Linked DNA regions of Mus musculus: region 2 is linked to region 1. A link is a contact called in public Hi-C data. All regions are on one chromosome and are shown on one strand. The core of a region is the stretch at or near the end of the contact, and the rest is flanking DNA. Distances in the headings are between cores, read along the strand shown. Region 1 has its middle 240 kb from the start of Gm20125. Region 2 overlaps Gm32543 (a long non-coding RNA gene).

Evidence for each region. A called contact is a pair of places that touch in the nucleus more often than the background predicts.
Region 2: a Hi-C map of liver shows a contact between it and region 1, with 2.1 times the contacts expected there. The contact joins two enhancer-like sites. A contact is called at or near these places in 2 of 484 Hi-C or Micro-C datasets (liver and myocytes).

What each region holds. Positions count from the first base shown.
Region 1 is chr10:17,331,033-17,336,089 of GRCm38.p6, forward strand. No RefSeq gene overlaps it. Among named protein-coding and RNA genes, the nearest start is that of Gm20125, 240 kb to the left of the region's middle. Within about 2 kb of position 2,834, at least 33 of the 459 cell types and tissues checked have an H3K27ac peak or open chromatin away from gene starts, as enhancers often do. A contact at or near this core is called in liver, where this site is marked.
Region 2 is chr10:17,643,602-17,648,658 of GRCm38.p6, forward strand. The region is part of intron 3 of Gm32543 (a long non-coding RNA gene); the gene reads right to left. Among named protein-coding and RNA genes, the nearest start is that of Gm32656, 14 kb to the right of the region's middle. Within about 2 kb of position 2,955, at least 22 of the 459 cell types and tissues checked have an H3K27ac peak or open chromatin away from gene starts, as enhancers often do. A contact at or near this core is called in liver, where this site is marked.

The sequences.
Region 1 (5,057 bases), core at 1,584-4,083:
GACATATGAGCTCCCTGCTTTAATCTCCCCTCTACTGTATAAAAGAAGATCTGAGGCTGTTAGCCTTCAATCCGGTGATTCATGCAGCTGGCACACAATAGATCCCACCTCTTTCCTCACTGCCACACAGTACCAAGCTAAACAAAATGTCTTAGAAAGCTCCAGTACATGGAGCTGGCCTGTCACAGCCCCTCCCCTCCCCTCCCCCAGTTCTCCCCTCCCTCACTTCTTCTTTTTTTTTTTTTTCTCTCCTTTCTTTTTCTTCTTGTATAGAGCAAAAGAGTCCAAATGCCTAGCACCTGCCTTTTTACTGACATTTCCACAAAGGTAAAGAATGAACCTTTTGTCAGCTCCATCCAAATGATCTGTTCTGAAACAATGAGATAAAACAGCCTGGGCCCCTCTCCCTGATACTCGATTATAGAGCAGAAGATTTTATTGATTTAATGAGGGATCGAGGTTTTTTGCCCAGCACCCCTTGTGGCAGAGGAACAAGTCTTACTGGCAGGTACCTCCGCAGAAACGCTTCTTTCAGATCCGTTGGGTTATTTTTTAGAAGTGCATCTTTCTGGTTTTGGCTCTGAGAAGACCCACAGCAAAACTTCCCGGGCTACATGAAGCAGTCAAACTGCCTGCAGTGATTTCAGTATGTATCTCCAGGCAGGGAGAGGCACAGAGGGGACGCTGCTCAGCGCTGCAGGGGGAGGTGGCAGGAGAAAGCAGTTTGAATAAAGAAGGAGAGTCAGGGAGAGGAGACAGAAAAAGAAATGACGTTTCTCTCTGCAAGAGTCTGTGTGCACACCTATTATTTCTCAGTGCTATCTGTGTCTATTTCGGCTCGGTCCCTAACCCCTCCTCCCTGCTCACCACCCTTCCGCTGCCCTTCCCCCTCCCAGTCCATTACCCAAGTTTGATCAGAGAAAAAAAAAAGTAGGGAAGGGGCTTCAGGCACTGTGGTCCCTGTGGCCCTTTCTCTGCACAGCTCCATAATCTTTTTGGCTTTTGTTCTTTTCCTCTTTGGGGGGTCTCATGATATTATTATTGACATTTTCATATGGTAATCATTTGAATTCTGTGTGTCTTCTTTTCTCACTGCCCTATTTTTTTACATAGCATCTGACTTCATTGTCCACTGAGCTGTGGTGAAAGGGACACTGCCAGTCACCTGCTGACCAAATTTAAGCAGCCATCTACTATTCAGACCAATTGTGCTGTTTGTTCATAGACTGGACAGCCAGAATTCCTGTTAATGCAAGCCTATGTCTCCATACACGGTGTACATTTATTTAAATAGATTTATGCATTCCACCCATAGATTAAACCCCCCACCACAACCACCATCACCACCACCAAACTCCCCCTGGTGTTACTGTTTCTCTGATAGCTAGCTTGAAAAGAAACAATTCCTAAGAGCTTGTGGTTTCCAAAAACCCAGCCCTTCCCCCCTGCCTTTCAGTTTACACAAAATGAGGGCCCGCCCCTCCCCCACAGCCTCTCTGCTCTTTGCCTCAAGCCAGTCTGAAAGCAGGGGGCAAAATCATTACTTCCCAATTACCTTAAGCCATGCAAGATAACCTCTCTCAAGGGCTGCTAGTAAAATATGCACACGGTTCCAGTGTCTAGACAGTTATGAAATATAGGTGAAGGGCTTGGCCGCTGCCGGAACCCTGATGCATCCCAAATGAAGTGCTTTTATTAAAGAAGTATAATCACCATGATAACTAATTACGTCAATACCACATAGTTAATTAAACCCATTATAGTTACTACTCCCTTGGGGGAGAGGTCAAATAAAGCCACTGTCTTCTTGATACTACTGTGATAACAAAAGAAGGAAAAATTAAGAGAAACAATGCAGATCTCTTGTCTTCTGCCCCCTACACACCCTAATATTCACTGTCTATTAAGTCACATAAGAGGGTTTCCAAGTGTAACTTATACCTGAACATCGCTAGGTTTTCAAAAGACCACTTCTGAACATACGTCTCCCTTGAGTATAAGCCTCCCAACTGTTGGCTTGAAGAGTGAATGAATGAATACCACTGAGGTTTTACTAATATCTTGCCAAGAGACATGATGGAGAGGAGGGCTTATGTTTCAGTTCATGCTAGTTTCACCACGAACACCAGGAATGTGGCCTTGTGCTCCCGGGCAGGGCTGAGTGGGGACTGTGGCAGCAACAATGAAGGTTAGGTATTAAAGCTTATTTGACAGCCTTTAAAAGCACACAGATTCTATATGCTGTGTTTCAACAGCAACCTAACCTCAGTGTGCCAGATGCCAAAAGGATTCAGATATGAATGTGGAAGCAGAATTGCCAAACTCCATTGCATATGACATTGGCTTTCAGGAGAATTTGAATATGCAGAGATAGAGAAAGAGATGGGGAGAAGAAAAGAGGGAAGGACATAGGGGGAGAGAGAGAGAGAGAGAGAGAGAGAGAGAGAGAGAGAGAGAGAGAGAGAGAGAGAGAGAGAGAGAGTGTTAGATGCTAATCTCTAGACAATAAAACCAAGATGTTTTGAGCCTCCTCATCTGGAAATTCACCAAGTCATTATATCAGTGTCCCAGTGCACCTTCTTCTCAAAGAAGTTCATTGTACATAGAACAGATTTGCATTTACTTCTGCTAATTGACAAAGAAAACTTTGTATAGAAAGGCTGGGCACAGAGAGGACAAATGTGGCCAGTCTGACCCCCTGCAGGAGAAGGCAGCCAAGCAGTAGAGAGAAGAGGTAGAAGAGGAAGGAGAAAGAATGCTTTGATCCTAGCGCGCAGGGTGTAGAGTGAGCACACTGATGTGGCAGGCAGGCAGCACACTCCGAGCCAGCTCTGACCCTGCTCAGGCGCAGGTCTAGAAAAGAGTCAAGAGAAGAGGAGAGTCCCAGGCACTGCGGAGCTCGGGAAGGCTCCAGGGACTCTGCTTGTTAAGACTGTGGCTGCTGCTAAGATAATCACCATTGTTATTTTCAAACTCCCAAAATTATAATATTGCTTCTTCTGCAAGATGGGCCTGATTATTTTCATGCATACTGGAGGCAAAGGCAGCACGCAAAGTTCACTTAGGTGCCAGGAAAGGCAAAGGTCAAGGGTTGAGCCTTTTATTTACCCAGTGCTAAAAGCTGATACATGTTTGGAAAGAAAAAAAAAGCTCTCATCTCAACCCTAAAACCTCCTTCTCGGGCATCTCTGCTCCCTTCCCAGATTTACCATGGCATTTGGTGAACCTGGCAGAAAAGACAAGTTGGGGGGGAGGGGGGGAATTTTCATAAGCTCAACTGTCACATCCGGGAGACTCCTTGTCACCAGTAACACTCCAAGTTCCCTTCCACCCCTGCCTTTGTCCTTGTAAATATTGTTAGAAATGCTTCTTTCTCTTCGCCCTGAAGGCCATCTCCATTCTGCTTCAGCTTCGCCTCTCCCTGACCGGTCTCCTTCCCTTATCACGTCAGAGTCCCCAAAGGATGCAGACTTTTGTAGCCGAAGGTCTTTCTAATCCATACTTTTCACCATCACCCTTCTTCTAAGAAGGCTTCTTCATAATTCAAAATCGATCTGAGAACCATAAGGAGACTTATTATGGCATCAGAAGGGCCATGAAATGTTACATGGACTTTCAGTAAAACATTACCTAAGGTTTTCTTGATGCCAGACTTTTTATCACACATACAATAATAGCATGTTCTTCCTTTCTAAAAGCGTGACTATGGTCATCTAAGAATATTCACTGAAGTCAAGCCCTCTCTTCTCATTTTTATCACTTTGTTAAAGGGATTTGGAGCAAATGATTTATCATGTTGTGGACTCAGTTTTATCATTTGCAAAATGATCAACCTCCTTGGCATGTCTAAGTTACATGCTGCTTTCCTTTTTTTTCCCCATTTGTACTTTATGACCTGACGACAATAACCATAGATACTGGCCATGCTACTCTTCAGAATAAGCTCTGAAAAAGTTCACAGAAAACAGAACCAGGGTGTTCAACTGATGGTCTCTGTAGGAACGTAAGGATCTGAAACTGAACCCAGAGGACATTTGATAGCATTCTGATCTCTTCTCAAGCACAAAGTAAGTATGCATCTAGTGAACGGAAAGTTTCTTCCACCATATTTAAAGACAAGAAAAGACCTGAGTACTTTGGCACTTCCATCTTTCTTATCAAACTAAAACTAAACTGATTGTCATCACTGTGTTTGGCTGTGTAGTAAAGCTCTAGTCCTCAGAGTACCATTGCTAATCTAATGTTAGTGGCACCTTTGAGATATAAGAGCTAGGGGGAAGATTTTAGGTCACTGGGGTTGTGCTCTCAAGGGGAAAAATAGAAAAACAGTCTTGTTGTTTCACTATGTTCCCTGTGTTACCTGAGCACAAGACATGATATCCTGCTTTCCTCCTCTAAGGCCTAATGGCAACAGGGCTGCTTGACCTTAGACTGAAATCTGTAGGCTCCTGAACCAACATTAGTCTTTTCTTTTTCTTCTATAAGTTAATTGTGCCAATAATTTTATTATAGTGACAGAAATGAACTTAGACATTTATTATTTATTCAAAAAAATAGACTTGAGAAAATCAGCTCCATAATTATCCCAAAAGTGCTTTGACCCACTAGAATACTTTGCAGTTTGTATTGAAGTTCATGTTATTTTAAATTCCAGGATTTATATCTTGATGCCCAAGCAAGCAAAAATATTTACTTTATAATTACAAAAAAAAAATGTAATGCTATCCACATGTACACAGATCCATGCCTTTACAATTCTCACAGTAGACTATATTTTATAACCTGATATTATTTTGTTGATTCCCTCAGAATAGAAGGCCACTGATTTGACACTTTACTTACATTAAAGAGTAATAGTCTGAGTCCTAGCCTGACCCACTCAAAAGTTGGGTGAATAAATTATCTAATACAGGAAGAGAAGGTAGGAGATGGAATTCCTAAAATTTAAAAATAAAATAGAGTAATGGCTTTGAAATTACTAAAGTAAACAAATTAAAACTAATCAAATATGCTTTATTCATAATTTTTAATTGGAGAATATTATATTTTCCCATTTT
Region 2 (5,057 bases), core at 1,705-4,204, 310 kb after region 1:
CGCTAGACACCAACTAGCTCCCAACCTAGCAGAGGCCTTAGAGCTCTGATAACTACATATTCTTTATTCCTCCAGCCCCAAGAATGGTAGAGTCTTCCAGTAATTGCTAAGATATGTGTTCCTCCCTTCTCCTCTCTGGCTTTTAACTTTTTCTAATGCCTGCACAATTATTTACTTCTGTATGTGCTTACTGAAATTTATTGCATTTAGTCTGCTCTCCTGACTGAACTCATGTTTTAGAAAGCCATTTTGTATGTTGGCATAATCTTTCTCTTGTAATATCATTGTTTACTCTTTAGAATTAATTATTTTTTTAATGTGTACAGGTATTCTCGGCAACTCTATTATTTCACTAAGCACTGATTTAAAAAAAATAAATAAATATCCAGTATTTGGAAGGAATGTTTATTTCAAACATTGTCTCAGTCTTGTTTTGTTTTGCCTAGATAGTTGGTAATACCATATTAATTTTTGTTCATGCATACAATGCTAAAAATTGAATTTTTAAAAATGTGAACTTTCCTGAAAAAAAAAAAAACATTGCAGTATGCTATAAAAACACTAAATATACTCACTGAAATGAACACAAACTATCAACAGATACACATATTTGTATTCAACGTGTCAACACATACATTCACTCTCTGAGTAATCGCTGTGCTCTCAAAAGTTCAAGGTAAAGCAAATTGACTTTTAAATTTTATTAAATGCAAAAGATAGTGGGGATTATAACATAGAAGTCCACCATTCCACTAACTACTCCTTTAATTGGAGGCAAGCAGGGTAAATTATATTTCCTAGAGGTGAGTACTGTTAACACACAGTGTGTATTCCTAACACTTGTCAATACATATATTAAATCTTTACTTAATTAAACTAGGATTTCAGGACACGTGCAATGGGCAAGTTTTCAAGGCATTGGAAATAGAGCAGGTGAGAAGAGACTCAATGGCTAGATGATGCTTATGTTTTAACAGCACAGACAAGGACAGAGTAATCAACACAGAAATACAGAGTAAGCAGGCAGAGATTGAAGCAGAGACGGAAAACACCACAGAGCTGTCCAGATGCAGAGTTCCAGAAAGTCCCTTTCAGTGATGGCTCAGAGCTACTGTCACCAGCTAGCTTCCTTTGGTCACTACTATGTCAGAGCTGGGAATCCACCTGCCTTGGTTTCTTGGGTGGGAAATGGTCTAGAAAATCGCCTGGGATTCCTTTCCACCCTGATACTTCTTTGTTTGCTTTGTTTGTTTTGTTTTCTTTTTGTTGTTATTGTTTGGTTTTTCAAGGTGTGTGTGTTGGGGGGGTGGGGGGGAGGCTAGCCTTGGCTGTCCTGTATCTCACTCTGTAGACCAGGCTGGCCTGGAACTCAAGGACCTCTGTTTGTAGATGTTTGTTAAAAGTTAAAATTTATGAAATTCTGATATTTTTATGATCCAGCTCTTGTATTTTCTTTCCACTCAAGTTGACTCTTTCCGCTGTCCCCTAGCTCACCAGGCACATAAATGACTGACATGGATTATATAAACACTCTGTTACAGTAAATCAATAGTATGCTTATCCCAGAGAATCTAACCAAATAGTCTGACAGTTTCACTGCATCCTTCCCAGATGCTCAGAGCACCTGACACACCCAGAAATTCCTGAAGGACCAAAGAGAGAGAGAGAGAGAGAGAGAGAGAGAGAGAGAGAGAGAGAGAGAGAGAGAGATCCAGACACCCAGACACACACCACAGCCTGCTCCCAAATATGTGTACAGGAACCCTGAGCCAAGGGCAACTGGTTCCAGACTGGCTTTCACCTCACACAGACCCCATCACTAAAGCATGCCCCAAATCGGGTTCCATAAAACACTATCTCACAAAGATTGTGAATCTGAGGCCTGCAACTAGGTCAGCAGAGAGCAGCTTTAGAAATGCACATGAGTTAAAACTGTGAAGCAAGAGATGGGGCGTGTACCGAGGAAGAAAGCCTTGCAGTGGAGATAAGTGGGGAGGGTTTCACCATGGAGAAAAAGCAGGCAGACTGAATGTCCCAAGAACAGCTTCTCCTGAGGCATGATGTTGGGTTCAAGGTCCCCTGCAAACCTTCTTAAGATGAAGCATCACTGTTCCCGAAAGTCGGGAACTTTCTGGAATGCAGAAGCAGGAAGACCTCTGTGGGTTTGAGACTAGCCTAGACCACATAGTGAGTTCCAGCCAGGATTACATAGACCATGTGAAACAAACAAACAAACAAAATTCAGCAACTTTCTAGCCTGGGACCTAGAAACTTTTGAGTCACTCTTCTGTGCCTAGAGTTCAGTCATACTTAAAAGCTTACTAAGTGGGCTTGCCCAGCAGTTAAAAGGATTGCCAGACAAACAAAGGAATCTGACATTAGACTCCCCAGAATCCACATAAATAAGTGCCTGGTGGGCCAAACAGCTTACCTGTAATTAATTCCAGTCTCAGAAGCCAGAAACTGGGAATCCCAGGAGCAAGCTGACTAGCAAGACTAGCTACATCCGTGAGCTCTGAGCTGGACTGAGAGACCCTGCCTCAAAAATTAAGGTGAAAGAGCAATGAAGACAAGCTCCCCATATCAACCTCAGGCTGCCACATGTTCAGGTGACATGCAAGCACGTATGTGCACAGTACATATGTGCAAGTAAAAAGAAGGGGTGCCCTTAACTGAGCCACCTGATAGTTTATAACAGAGTTAAAATTTCAGTTAAGGAGACTTCCCAACATCTATAAAACAAGCTGGCCTTCTTTGCTGGCCCGGCGAGGGAGGTTAGTTATCCATCCATAGCATATTCTGCAAGCCTAGCAGATGCTCCTAAGTCTAAAAACTATAAATTGTATGGAACATTAAAACTCTGGGAAAGGAAAATAAATACATGCTTATGCTTGGGATACAACTTTATAGGAGTTTACAAGGAAGAATTTCATCATTACCCTACACTGTGGACTCTGGACCTACAGGGTGAGGTTCTGCTCCCAACGCTCCAGCTTCAAAGCTGTGCAACCCCGGCTGGAACCCTTCCGTCCTCAGTTGTATGATGATTAACTGAGTTAATGAGGGTAAATGCTTGTGGTCTCACTAATACTCATGGCTTGTCATAAAGGAAGGGATGGACTTTACTATAGGCACAAGAGCTGAGGGCCGTGAGAAAACAACAATTTCAATTATGTGTTTACACCTTCACTTTCACTAGTCTTACTGCATGAAGGCTCCCCAACAAGACTGGAAAGCTCTGGCAAGTTGGGGAACACCTCTTATTTTTCCTTTCTTAATCTCTCTTAAAATGTCACAGCTTCAATCAGACACCCAATCATCATTAAATTCTTAAGAGAGGAATGGAAGTCCACACATATACTCTACCATAAACATTCCCTTTACTGCAAATACATTCAACTCATTCCGTGGAACTATTTTTACTTCAACTTTCCCCACACAGACTCAGTTTGCCCTGCTGCTTCCTCTATCTCTTCACGGCTTTATTCAGAAATATGCAAGAGGATTCAAACTTTCTGTGACCATATCCCTGCTTGATAAACATTTCTCTCTCTTAGAAGCCTATTCTTTAAATGCATACAATTTTCCATATCTGCTCCCTGTTCAAAAATCTTGCAGAAACAATTGAGGATCACTCTGACTCATTCCTAGTCTCTTCTTGACTCCACTGATGGGCTCTGAATCTGTCATAGTTGACTGATCGCGACCTCTGTGCACACATGGAATTCCTAGGGGCATCCTTAGACCTTTCATTGCTATATCCTTTGCCTTGATTCTATAAGAATCCAACCATCCTTTCTCTGGCCTGTGCCACAGATGTCTTCCACATCAGTACCATCTGTAATCCTGATGGAAATGATGGCTGAAACTTGTTGCATCTGCTGTAGGACCTGTCTTTGTAGTAGGAGTAATGAAATTTGGCTCTCCAAGCAATCCATCTTTGTGCAGATAGCCCTAACTAACCTGCAATTACAACTTGAAAGACAGACACCCCTGCGGGAGACAAAAGAAAGTGAACCTAATTCTTTTTCTATGGAAAAAAAAATCCCACAATTTTGAAAAAACATCAACTCCAAAATCTATAATCTAAGTTGATAGAAAAATAAGAAAATTATGCAAATTAAATAAAATTTGCATTCTGTTGTTGACTTGAGCTATGGGATGAGAATAATGTCTGATAAGAGAGAAATACAGTGTTTTGTAGAAGGTCTGGAGGAGGTTTCTGTTGGTCTGTTATTATTTGACATGTTTGGGGACATACAAGAAAAGAAGCACAAAGGTGACTGCTGTTAAAGAAATCTAGAAGAGCCAACTACATTCATTTTTCAAAAGTTCATTAAGATGTTAATTCTTTCACTCGCTCAAAATTTTAAATGTTTTATGTAGATAATAAATGCGTAAATATTTTAAGACTTTTCAATCATCTGTTTCGTTTTGGTTAAATGAATTGTTGAAAGGTTTCCTTCCAATGGCCTGGACATTAATAATCATCAGGGATAACCAAAAATGTTTGTGAGATTCTACTGACCTTTTAATCATGGAAGATAACAAATCTCTAGCCTTGGAAGAAAACGTAATCCTGTTTTACCTTATTCGGTACACTTTCTTCTGACATAAGAATGCAGCTACTATCTTTCTGTGGCTACACTTGTCAGTCTGAGCAGCTGGAGGACACCCATCCCCCATAGCCTATTCTTGCCCTGTGAGCCAACCACTCGGCCCTCAATACAGTACAGAAGCTTAACCATCGAATCACAGGGGAAAAGTCAGCAGTTGTGGTTGCTTGATTCAGAGTTCCAGGGGGGAGTCAGATCCAGAACATCATGCACACCAGGCACGTACTCCATCATGCAGCTATATCCTCAAATCTTCGAAAGTCAACGAGTCAAAGAGAACAGATCTCTCCATACCATTATTAATGAGAAATACTTTTTCACAAAAAAACTAAAGAACTGCGGAGGGAAAATTATGCTGGTTAAGTAAGACTTCAAAGTTTACTTAATAAGATACTCCCAGGATTGTTTCATATAAAACCCTCAATCTTGAGAAGTACTAAC